Regions from separate parts of the Gossypium hirsutum genome. Here region 2 is linked to region 1. Evidence: chromatin contacts called from public Hi-C data. All regions are on one chromosome and are shown on one strand. Each heading gives the region's core, a stretch centred on a gene start, on an enhancer-like site or on the middle of the called end of the contact. The rest is flanking DNA. Distances are from core to core; before and after follow the strand shown.

What was found. A called contact is a pair of places that touch in the nucleus more often than the background predicts.
Region 2: a contact with region 1 is called in a Hi-C map of leaf, with 2.1 times the contacts expected there. The contact joins two enhancer-like sites. A contact is called at or near these places in 7 of 34 Hi-C or Micro-C datasets (callus, cotyledon and leaf).

The regions. Positions count from the first base shown.
Region 1 is chrA02:98,979,489-98,985,684 of Gossypium_hirsutum_v2.1, reverse strand. No RefSeq gene overlaps it. Among protein-coding and RNA genes, the nearest start is that of LOC107951681, 12 kb to the right of the region's middle. Within about 2 kb of position 3,669, at least 2 of the 9 cell types and tissues checked have an H3K27ac peak or open chromatin away from gene starts, as enhancers often do. A contact at or near this core is called in leaf, where this site is marked.
Region 2 is chrA02:99,023,076-99,029,455 of Gossypium_hirsutum_v2.1, reverse strand. No RefSeq gene overlaps it. Among protein-coding and RNA genes, the nearest start is that of LOC107952318, 25 kb to the left of the region's middle. Within about 2 kb of position 4,370, at least 3 of the 9 cell types and tissues checked have an H3K27ac peak or open chromatin away from gene starts, as enhancers often do. A contact at or near this core is called in leaf, where this site is marked.

The DNA of each region.
Region 1 (6,196 bases), core at 2,420-4,919:
CCTCTTCAATTCTGGTACATGTTAGACGCTACTAGTGTTCTAACGACTTCATCGAACATCTTGATTTTGATTGTGCCAACACCTGTGATTTTACATGAAACATTATTTCTCATCAAAACAACACCTTCAGACAATGTTTCATAAGTTGTAAACCAATTTCGATTGGCACTCATATGAAAAGTGCAGCCATAATCAAGAATTCTTTCCTCGCTCACTTTAAAATTATTGGCAAAAGCAACTAGGAGTTCACCATCGCTGTAGTCTTCTACAACATTAGCTTCACCAGATTTTTCTGGTTGTTTTTCCTTTTGATTCGCAGCCTCCCTTTTGATCTTCTTCTGCAACTTATAGCATTCAGATTTAATGTGCCATTTCTTCTTGCAGAAGTTATAGTTTTTACCTCTTTTTGAAGATCTTAACCTACCCTTAGATTTACTACGAGGATTTCATTCCTATGTCCTTCCATAATCATCATCAGTTTTTTGTTCTTGTCTCCTACGAACAATGAGACCCTTTAATTGAGAGTCGGATCCAACCACAAGATGTTTCATCTTGTCATACAAGGTCAAAAAAGCATAGATTTCGTCAACTGTGAGAGATTTGTGGCTATACAAAATCGTGTCTCTAAAGGTTGAATAAAACGGGGCAACAAGCAAAGTAGAATCAACCCTAAATCTTCTTTATCATATTGAACCTCCATGGCCTCCAGGTTCAAAAGAATTTCTTTAAACACAGTTAAGTGTTCGTGCACAGACACACCTTCCTCCAAACGATGAGTATAAAGAAATTACTTCATATGTAACTTACTAATTAGGGTTTTCAACATGCATAGCTGCTGCAGGTTCACCCATAATGTAACGACGGTTTTCTCCTTCATCACATCCTGCAGAATTTTGTTAGACAAATGCAAATGTAATTGCGTTAAGTCTTTTCGATCTTTACACTTCTTTTCTTCCTACGTCAACTTCGAAGGTATCTTATCTATCCCTAGCAGGGCATCCTCCAAATTCATTTGCGCAATAACTGTCTGCATCTTTATCTTCCATAATACGAATCTGGTGTTGTGATCCAACAACGGAATTTCATACTTCAATGATGTCATTACTGTGATTGAGATAAGCAACCAAAAAAACTATAAATAGATGAGAAGAAAATATATTTTGTTTAACTTGACTTGCAAGCAATCTCTTAGATTTTGTTTAACTTGACTTGCAAGCAATCTCTTAGATTTTGTTTAACTTGACTTGCAAACAATCTCTTAGAATTTAGGTCACACAACTCTAACAAGTCTAGCAAACCTCTTCACACCACAATTAATATTGTAATCAATTTTCACCACCTCTCTTATTAAAGCTCCAATTGCTCGTAAAGTACTTCTCTTATACATCAAGCCTGAGAGGCCCAATAATCTCACCCACTCAATGACATTGGTTGGGTAAGGTTGATTTGTAGAAAAATATGATGACTACAACTACACAATCAAGTATTGACTCAAAACTACCCAATGACCTATATATAGTACTTTGGTATAATCCTCCATCATTTGAAATTTTACTAGATAATAATCATTCTCCGAACCCAAAAGTTAAAGGAATTGTTAGGTCCTGTGATGCATAGACTTTATTAAGAAGCATATTGAACATTGTGCTTAACAATGGGTAGTCTCCATAGTTGAGTAAGGAGTTGATAATGATTAATTAATTGGTATCACTGTAACTAGTAGGTATCATCATATTATGAAGTTTTTATTAGAAGTTTCTAGGTTTCTGGTGATGTTAACTTAAAAGGTATGAGGTGTGATGCTAATGAATATGAAATATGAGCATAGGTATCATCATATTATGAAGTTTTTAGTAGAAGTTTCTAGGTTTCTGGTGATGTTAACTTAAAAGATATGAGGTGTGATGCTAATGAATATGAAATATGAGCATATTTAACTTTATAAATATTTTAGTATATTATATATATACACATATAACTTGAAGCAGTTTTCACTGCTGCTCTAAACCAAGAAAGAAAGGTCTAGAGCAGGAAACAAACAAATAAGTTGAAGAAAGAATATAATATACATATACATATATATCAATTGGGGTAAAAAATATATGAATATGAATATAAACAGAAATGCATGCACTATACATTGTCCGGAATAGGAAAAAAAAGTTACAATAATAGAAAAGCAAAACCGTTCATGTGACTATACTCACGTTTTTTTATGCAAAGTGGGGGCTTTTTATATATTACCAAAACGAAAGCGACAACTTTTCACCTATGGACCACTATGAAATTAATGTCTACCCTTACAATGATTTCAAAAGAGGAATGAAAGGAGAAATCAGATGAAGTGAAAGCTAAAGTTGAATGAATTAATTACTAGGGTCCATCAGTTTCTTTGCCTCAAGAATTGGATAAAAATTTTGATGGGTAGAATCCAAATTTTGTAAACATGCAAAATTTTTAAAAGATATTACAATAATTTCTGAAAAATAATTTTTAAAAAATTAATATTTTCTGGTATTTTAATGAATTTGTGTAAAATATTTTCTGTTATTTGGTAGATTTGTTAAAAATATTTCATAAAAGTTGTTTTCAATTAAACAAACATATTTTAAGATTTTTTTTATTTTTTTATTGTTTAATTGAATTTATTTTTATCTATACTTTTATATTTTATATTGTTTTTGCATATATAAAAAATATTATGTTAAATTCAAATTTATTACAACGTCATTTTTTAATTACATGACTACTAAATGAGAATTTTTTATTTAAAAATGTGAGATCAACAAAATTGGCCAAAAAAATTAACGATGTTAATAATTGGACTTGAATTTCAAATTTGAAAAGTAAAGAGGCTAAATTCTTGAAAATAAAAGCACAATGACTAAATTACAAATCTGTGAAATGTACATAAACTTATGACATATTTTAACATTTATACTACAAAACATTTATTATTAATATATTTATAATTGTAATAAATATTTATTATTAAAATATTAATATTGAATATTTTCAATAATATGTGAATATAATTATTTTAAATTATTAATTTATTATTAAAATAAAATTGAAATATTAATAGTTTATTAAAATAATATATTATATTTATTATATTAATAATTTATTATATGAATAAATAAAAATAATTAAATATGTATGCTTAATAATATTAAAAAATATAATATTTTAAATATTTTTAAAATTAAAAATAAAATTTATTATCAATATAATAATATTAAGCTTAATTTAATTTAATTTTTATATAAAGATAAAAAATTTTACCTTGACCTGTAAGTTATTTTTCGTTGACGAAACTATTTTATGTGAAACAAATATAAAAAAATGCAGAAAATATTTTCCGTAAAACTTTTTACATACAAACAAACGAAACCTAAGTTTAAAAAAGATGGCACACATTTAAATCTTACTTGTATAAATCAAATATAGGTAAATTATTACCAATACATATTACAACAAACAATATTTTTACGATTCAAATCTGAATAATCTTTTAAAAAAAATACCCAACCAATAAATTATAACTTAGATTCAAATAATCAGATTAATCAAGAGTTAAATCATAAAAAGCAGAGAGCGGGGTGGGCCTGGGGTGGAGGGGCAAACATGTACCTTAGCCTTAGGAGGAGAGATGTACTTTGATAGGCCAGAAAGCAGGATGGCCCGTCATGTGCATGGTGTTGGTGTTCACATTACCACACAGCAATCGAGTGGTGGATGGCTCTTCTTCAGTCACAGACCGCCCCCTCTTTGTCCTTACCATCAACTGTGCCCTGTTAAAACCATTAAGGTTTACAATATTCCATCACAACTTTAATTTGCATGCAAGTTTTATGGTACAATTTGTTATGTAGGGTCTACTCGGATTGATTGTTATGTAGTACAGGTAAAGAAGTGAACAATCATTTTAGTATGGAATATTAAATAAGTTGGATTTTGTTTAAAGTTATAAATGAGATACGAATGCCTGCTTGGTTTTGGTTTAAAAAGGAATAAGTTCAATTGGATTTGTAGAGTGAACCCAATTCGAATATCTTTTTTATAATTTTATATTTTTAATATTTATTTCCACATTAATAAGTACGGTTCTCATTTGACGAAAAAGTTTATTTTATTTTATTTTATTTTACTTGGGGCTTAATTAAGTGATTTTTTTCATAAAAACTTTCTTTTTTATATAACATATGGAGATTAATTTGTCTATTTTATGAGTAGAGTGAGCAAAATGCAATATGATTCATTATACAAGAGCTTACATAGTATTTTAACCCATTAAAGCTATTAAATTTTAATTAATTAAGAACTTATTTACTTAATAAAAATAATTTAATTTAATCAAGTATTAAGATATTCAAATTGGACTCATTCAATAGGTCAAGATGCTCAATTCAGCAATGACTAAGATGAAGTTGACTTTTTTAAGCCGAATCGGGTAAATTTTTAAGTACATGTGTCTTACTTATATATGTAAATGTGTTATTGAACATCATATGATAATTAAAAAATATGAATATTAGGATATTAATTATATTCAGGGTAATAGAATTTAATTACATCTTTAAAAAAATATATACATAATATCTATAATATAATATATATATTGGGGGAGAATGCCTTTATTCAACCCAAATAGTGGTCTTGTCTTGACAAGAAACAAAGGCTCGCCTTGATAACGCAACTATCTTGACGTCTTGACAAGCAGAGAAGCAGCGTCTCGACGAAGCGACGTGCAATTCAACTTTTCGACTTTTCTTATCCCGGTTAAACTTTGTTCCAGTCTCCTATTTAAACTGTGATTAATCTAGAGGTATTCTAGTCCTACTGTACTACGAATTTTAGCCTATAAATAGCCATATTTACTCTAGATTAGATATAACAGATTTATTTTAGATTGAGAGAATTCTATTATTTGATTTGAAGGGTTTTTCTTTTAGGTTTCGGGTTTTGCTTTAATTCTCTCCATCTCTTGTGCTTTTATTTTATTATAGTGAAATCTCCTTTTACTCATGGTTTTTATCCTCATTTGAGAAGTTTTTCTATGTATTTGTGTGTCGATCCTCTCGATTTTAGTTTCTTCACCTTGTTTGTTGCATACACTGGTTAATTCTTTACATATATTGTAAAAAAAATTGAACTGATTATAGCCATTGTTAGAGTTGAGTGACTTGAATCCTTGTTAAAATAAAATACAGTGGTAAAATAAAATAAAATAAAAATTTATATAGAACTATACTTCTTTTATTTTGCATTAATTAGAATAAGGTCTTTCAACCTATAAATAGATGCAGTCTAAACTCCTCTTGTATCATTAGAATTTCAACATTAGTGAATTTTCTTCTCTTTTGCCCCCACGTAAAATCTATGTGTTCTTATTTTTATTTCTTTTTTGCTTTGCGATCGTTTATATATTGCCATTATCGACGCTAGTTTCTACAAACTAGTATCAAGAGCTTTTCAAGTTGCTTGTCTTAATCATGGTAATGGCGACATTGAAATATGATATTTTGTCGTTGGATTGCAACACCAGGTTCACGTTGTGGTAGATAAAGATACAGTGAGTTCTTGTGCAAATGGATTTAGAGAATGCCCTACTAGGGATAGATAAGATGTCTTTGACATTGACGAAGGAAGAGAAGAAGCGTAAAGATCGAAAGGCTTTAACACAATTACATCTGCATTTGTCGAATGAAATTCTATAGGACATGATGAAAGAGAAGACCGCCACTGCATTATGGGTAAAGCTGCAGCAGCTATGCATGTCGAAAACTCTAACTAGCAAGTTGCATATGAAACAGTGTCTTTATGCTCATTGTTTAGAAGAAGGTGCATCAGTGCACAAACACTTAACTGTGTTTAAAGAAATTCTCTCAAACCTAGAGGCCCTGGAGGTTCAGTATGATAAAAAAGATTTAAGGTTAATTCTACTTTGTTCGTTGTCCCCGTCTTATTCAACCTTTAGAGAGACGATTTTGTATAGCCGCGAATCTCTCATAGTTGATTAAGTCTATACTTCATTAACCTCATATGACAAGATGAAACATCTTGTAGTTGGATCGACTCTCAGGGAGAGGGTCTCATTGTTCGTGGGAGACAAGAAAAAAATGCTGATAATAATCGGAGGAAGAAACAAGAAAAGAGAAGACCGCCACTGCATTATGGGTAAAGCTGCAGCAGC
Region 2 (6,380 bases), core at 3,121-5,620, 43 kb before region 1:
AAAACACCTTCATCTATTTTTACAATTTAAGACTAACTTTATTCGAGTATGATTTCAAGGAGCACTGAGGGTTTATTTAAAAGCGTGCACTGTGTTGAGAAAATCTTGCCTTTTTCTTGTGTTTTTTCACATGATTACAATCTAAATTGATTTTCACGTGCTTACATATATGTAGATTTAGATATTTAAATAGTGGTTGTTTGCTATTTCAATTCTATAAAAAAAATTATGCTTTTTGTTTGTTTAATTCAATCTTTTTTATTAACAATTTTGTCGTTGAAAAAGTACAGCGGGCCAGATTGGGCAACCCAAATTATAGCTGCTAAATTTAAAATTTTGAAAATAGCAATGAATTGTAAAATTTTATATAATACTTTTTTTAACATTAATTTCACAATAGTTGTTATTATATATACTCTCTTTTTTTTTATTAATATGTTTTAACATATTTGAATCTACATCTTTTTAGACTCAATGTCAATCAAGTTAAAACTCAATTGATTATATAATATTTTATTTAAATTTGTAAATGTCTAAATCTTATTCAACAAGGCTTCATTTGCATTGGTAAATCCCCGTTTTGGTTCGAGTTTACCTTTTAAAAATTAGGTGTGTGATATCTAATTAATTATTTAATTTAGTATTTGTAGTAGTTTTTTTATATTATTTTTTGGGTTTATAGTTTTTCTCCTAACAATGCTATTTTAATGTTTAAATTTGTATATCTCCTTGAAAATATAATATACCCAACATTTGTTGATATAAATAATTTTAATTCAAAAAATATATTTTATAGTAGGTTTTTAGATATTTATTCATTATTTGAATTTACATTGATTTATGTTCCTCTATCCAAATTCATTATTCATATAACTTTATTTATACAGATAATGAATTTGAATGTATATAAACTTACATATTTGATTATTTTTAATTTTTATATTTTTCAAAATTATTGAATGAAATAAATTCAAATATTTAACAGATACCACTCTTTAAAATGGATGCAATTTTTAGAAAAAAAAACATAATAAAAATATATAAATTGAATATATCAAAAAATTATAAATTCAAATTAAAAAAATTACAATATCCAATCCCTAGTTAATTTAGGGGGGAAATACTAATAAAATTGTAACTTGTAATTTTGTGCCTTGGGCTTTGGTTTAAGCAGGCTCTCTCTGATGACTTGTATTTGCCTCAAATTAAGCATAAGGATCCATCCAATTTTTTGTGGTGCAAAATTGAGAAATTGTATGGGCTTCTCCAGTCCACTCTTTTACAAGGAGCCAAATGGGCCAACAAGAAATCAATGTGCTTTTCCAAAGCAATATTTAGGCTCCATAAATCAGTGAGAAAAGCTTACAAATTGCACAGAAAGGAGATAAATTCTAGGAAATTTCTAAACTGCTTCACCAACATGCTATTTCATCTTTTTTTCTTTTCCTTTTTAGTTTCAACTTGATAAAATATTCTTGTGATCATCACGAGTCTTTGTCTCAATATTCCACTAAATTCATGTAAATTTATATAAATTATATTGGTTAAATACTCAAATTGAGCCTAACCTTTCAAGGGTTGTTCACGTAACGGTTAAATCTTTCAAAATACTAATATAAAGGCTTATCCTTTACAAAAGTGTTTAAATGAAAGTTAAACTTTTCAAAGTACTCGAATAAGGCTAATTTTTTTTTAAAGTGCTCAAATAAAAACTAAACATTTTTTAAACTACTCAAATAAGGGTTTCTCAAATATCGTATATCAAGTCACAAATTATGTTTTTATTATTTTCTTTTATCTTCAAGCAATATCTAATTCCACTATTATGTATTTTATTCTAAATAAGTTAGAATTTATTTAGTTTTTACTTAAATTGGATTGAAGTGCGTGAAAAATCTTTATTTGAACATTTTTATAAAGGTTAGGCCCTTATATAAACATTTTAAAATGTTTTGACCCTTATGTAAGCAACTCTTAAATAGTTGAACTTTGAGCATTTAACCAATTATATTTAGAATATCAAATTTTAAGCATGATAAGTGTTTAACTATTCCTATTTGTTCATTAAGTAGGGTTAATTCTACCCAACCTCTTCAAATTATATTCAGCTTTTAAATTGATTTTTAAAATTTAAAATATTTTAATTAAATCTTTCAAATACCAATATCATAGTAATTAAGCTTTTAACCTAAGGTGGTAAATATTAACTCAAATTTGATTTAAAGACATAAATCAATTTTAAACACATGTAAACCTACCACATAAGCCATTTGGATTAGACTTGTTAAAAATAATAATAGCCCTCGTAAATTTTAATGGCACATTTTTTTAAACACTTCAAATTCAAGTTGCTCATGTAGTACGCATAAACATGTTTAAGTTTTAATCTATGTGCTTTAAAATAATATTTAAGTTGACATTTAGGTGGAAAAGTGGAGGGATGAGAGGAGGGAGTGAAAAAGTGAAAAGAAATATAAGTTGAGTGTGCTTGGTAAGAAAGAAAAATGAGGGGAAGGAAAATAGGAGAGATCATTTTTCACCCTAATCCATAAAAACTAATCCTTCCAAATTGAGATGATGAGAGGAGAGATAATAAGAAAAATGTGTATATTAGTTCAAAATAATACATTTTTTAAATATTTTATTTTTTTTCCTTTTAATTTTTTCAACTCTACCAAGCAATGGAAGGGAAGAAAAATACTTTTTTTCTTCTTTCTTTCTATTTTCCCATGTTTCCTACCAAGTACATCTATGGAAAGAAAATTTATATTTTTTATCCTTTTAGTTTTCTACCCTTTTAATTTTCTTTCCTTCCAATTTTCTTTTCACTCTACCAAGTAAAGCCTTAACGTCCAAATCGATAACTAGGCTAATACGACCTAATTAATACTAAAAATTCTATCACATGCATAAACGTGTGAAAATAACATAAAATAAATAATGGAACGTAAGGTTTGAAAATAATAGTAACAACAACACATGCAATATTTACAAAAGTAAAATAAAAAAATTAGTTTAAATTGTGAGTAAATAAAATTTAAATTGGTAAATACATCATATTAAGAATATTAAATGTACTTAAATTGTTTATCATGGTATTGTAATTTTTTCTTGAGTTAGTATTGAGTTGACTTGTAACATCAACTCAATCTACGATATTATCAATGTATACAAACAATGTGGGTAAAACAATTTGTATAATAATATTGAAATGTATAAAATTATTAAAATAAACCTTTGGTTGAAGTAGTAAAGAAAAGATTTTATAAATACTAGTGGCAAAGACTCAAATCTCATCACATGCAACAAATATATATATATATATTGGTCTTGTTAACTATATAAGAAGACAAAACTACACGAGTAGTGATATAAAGGATAAACTATACCCAAAGTCATAAAATTATTAATAAGTTTATATTATGGTTACTCAACTTCAAAAAGTTACAAAATGGTCATTGAACTATTCAAAAGTATTCATTTAAGTCACTGAGTTGTTAAAATCGTTATTGTACGACTTTCTTTGTTCGCACTGCCTACAACAATCAAAAGCTTTCTTTCCTTATCTCTTCTACAGCCCAATTTTTTTTTCATAAAACATCTTTGCACATTACGAATCTATGAATCACAACCAAAATAATTTTCTTCTCTATTCTCTACCATTAACTGTTAGATCGACTTGAATCTAATGTATGTTCTTCTATTCATTGATGGGTACTAATCCACTAGACTGAGTGTTGAGTCATCTCTTGGATCTTGCTACCCAGGTTTTTAAGAAAAAAAATTAATAGCCTAATGACTTAAATAAAAACTTTTGAATAGTTCAGTGACTTAAATGAAAACTTTTAAATAATTCAATGACCATTTTGTAACTTTTTAAAATTGAGTGACTGAAACGTAAACTTATTAATAGCTCAATGACATTGGGTATAGCTTATCCTAATATAAATTATTTTATACATAGAAAGATATTTTTATAAGCTCATTAAACGGGCTGATGATTAGTTGACCCATGATACTAATTTAATTAAATGTTTAAATATTAATATAAATAATTCTAACCAAAAACTTAATTAACATAATGATAATTTAAAAACTCAATTAAAACATTTTAATTTTTAACCATAATATGCAACGTTTAGTTATAAGCATTATTAAATATTAAAATATGAACAATAAGCAATTGTAAGCATATTTAAATGTGTCCTATCATCTTTGATATAAGTATATAATTGGAGTCAACTAGAATCCATGTTACTTTCCAAGTTACAGCAAAAGCAAAGCAATAGCGGGAGTGGAAATGTGGGGGCAGGCAAGGCGACCCCATCTGGATCCTTCTTTGATGTTCGATAGCAACCTTTGGGAGTGTACAGTGCGACAACCTCTTCCCATCCCATGTGGAAACGTATACCACTTGTAATCTTCTATTTTGTGCGACCATTGTCATTTAAAGTAAAAACAAAAAAACTTTTTCTTTTAATTAATTTATACACATAAATTGAATGGGGTCCAGAAATTTTGTTAAAGTGAATATGTACCAACCACCAAATTTTCTTACTAAAGTCACATGCTTCAATTTACTTTTGCTACCTCTATGTACAATGTTTTATGGAAAAAGACCACACCTTTCCTTATCAGCTCGTGCTGTATTTACTGTATTCTCAAATCTTCCAGTTTTCCATAGTTTTATACTTTTCCAACTAGAATTTGATTGATTGAAACACATATAGGATTCTTCAAGTATTTTGAAGAAGTTTCTACTTCTTAAGTTATAGTTATTACATACCACAAATGAATAAATTAGATTTTTATATTTGAATAAGAAATTTATATTTAATTTCAAATTCAAACTGATTATTTTTTTAAAAAAAGAAAATATTTCATTTCGTATAAAAAATTATTATAAGTTATAGTATCACACTAAAAAAAACGATAATTACAAAAGATCTACGAGAGTAGAATTGAGCTACAACTCTTAACTTTTTGTACATGCTTAAAAAGAATATAAATGGAGTCAGAGACAATCATCCTTATTCAGTATAAACCAAAATGGGGATGGAGGTTCTTAAACTCAACCTTTTGGTTCCTTTCCATCCATGTACTACTTTACTATTCGATCAGTATCTTCATCAGCTATTCTCTTCACCAATGATACAACAAACTCTTTTCTTCTATTCTTCAAATGTTCAAATGATCTTTCTAGTTCATGAAACGCACATCACTTTTGTTTTGTTAAATCCCATAATGAAAAAAATCAAAATATCCACTATAACCCTAGTATATGTGAAGGCTTTAGGCCTTCACTTATGAACCATTCTAAATTTGTTCTCTCTTCTCATTATATTTTGGGAAACCTTTAATTAATGTTTCCATTAGTTTGTACATTTTTTAAGATGGTGAAATTATCATCTAATTATGGTTCCTGGGAAATAAGTAATTTGTTGAACCTCATAAATTTTATGTTTCTCACCTTTAGTTATTTCATTTGCATCAATTGATTTTTTTATCACTTTTTAATATTCAATAGTTATTTGTCAAGTAAATTTGAAAATTAGTCACATTTGAGTATTTCTAATTTGATATTGGTGTTCAGTATTAAAGTTATAGTTGTCTGGGATATAACTCGGTATCTCCCAACAATTGGTATCAAAGCCTCAAAGAATAAGTTTTAATTTTCTTAGTATGTTTTATGTTGCAATTATCCGATCTTTCACGTATAGAAAAGAAATTTTCATTATTGAAGATAATCCTTAATGGCTTTGTTGCTAGATAGAAGTGTTGCTATGTAAACGCACGTGTTTAGGAAAAGTTCTGACTAAGAAAGACTTGACAATTAAGAGTGTCTTTTGACCTATCTCTCTGTCTCGAGAACTTACCTATTCCAATATCAAGTTGTTAGATGGAACCAAGCATTTCAACATGTGGCAAAATAAGGTACTAGATGCTTTGTTTCAGTAGAGTTTAAACAACACCATTGAAGAAGAAAAACTCGAAACTATGGAGGAGAAAGAATGGAATACCATCAATCGCTTGACATGTGGTACGATTTGATCTTATCTTTCTAGAGAGCAGAAGTATAGATTCAAGAAAGAAACCTCAACATATACATTATGGAAAGCATTGGAGGAGAAACTCTTAAAAAAGGAGTTTTCAGAATAATCTTTACATGAATAAAAGGTTGTTTGGGTTTTAATTATTAACCAGGCATCATTATGATTGAACCCATCATAACTTTTAATCAATTAGTGCCAGACTTATTGAGCTTAGATGCAACCTTTAAAGTGTTTAAAAAATTCAGTTTAGAAAATAGTTTTCTATCATAGCAGAAAATTAAAATTTTGAAAACTGAGTTAGTTTGTGATATTTATAGTAATAAACTT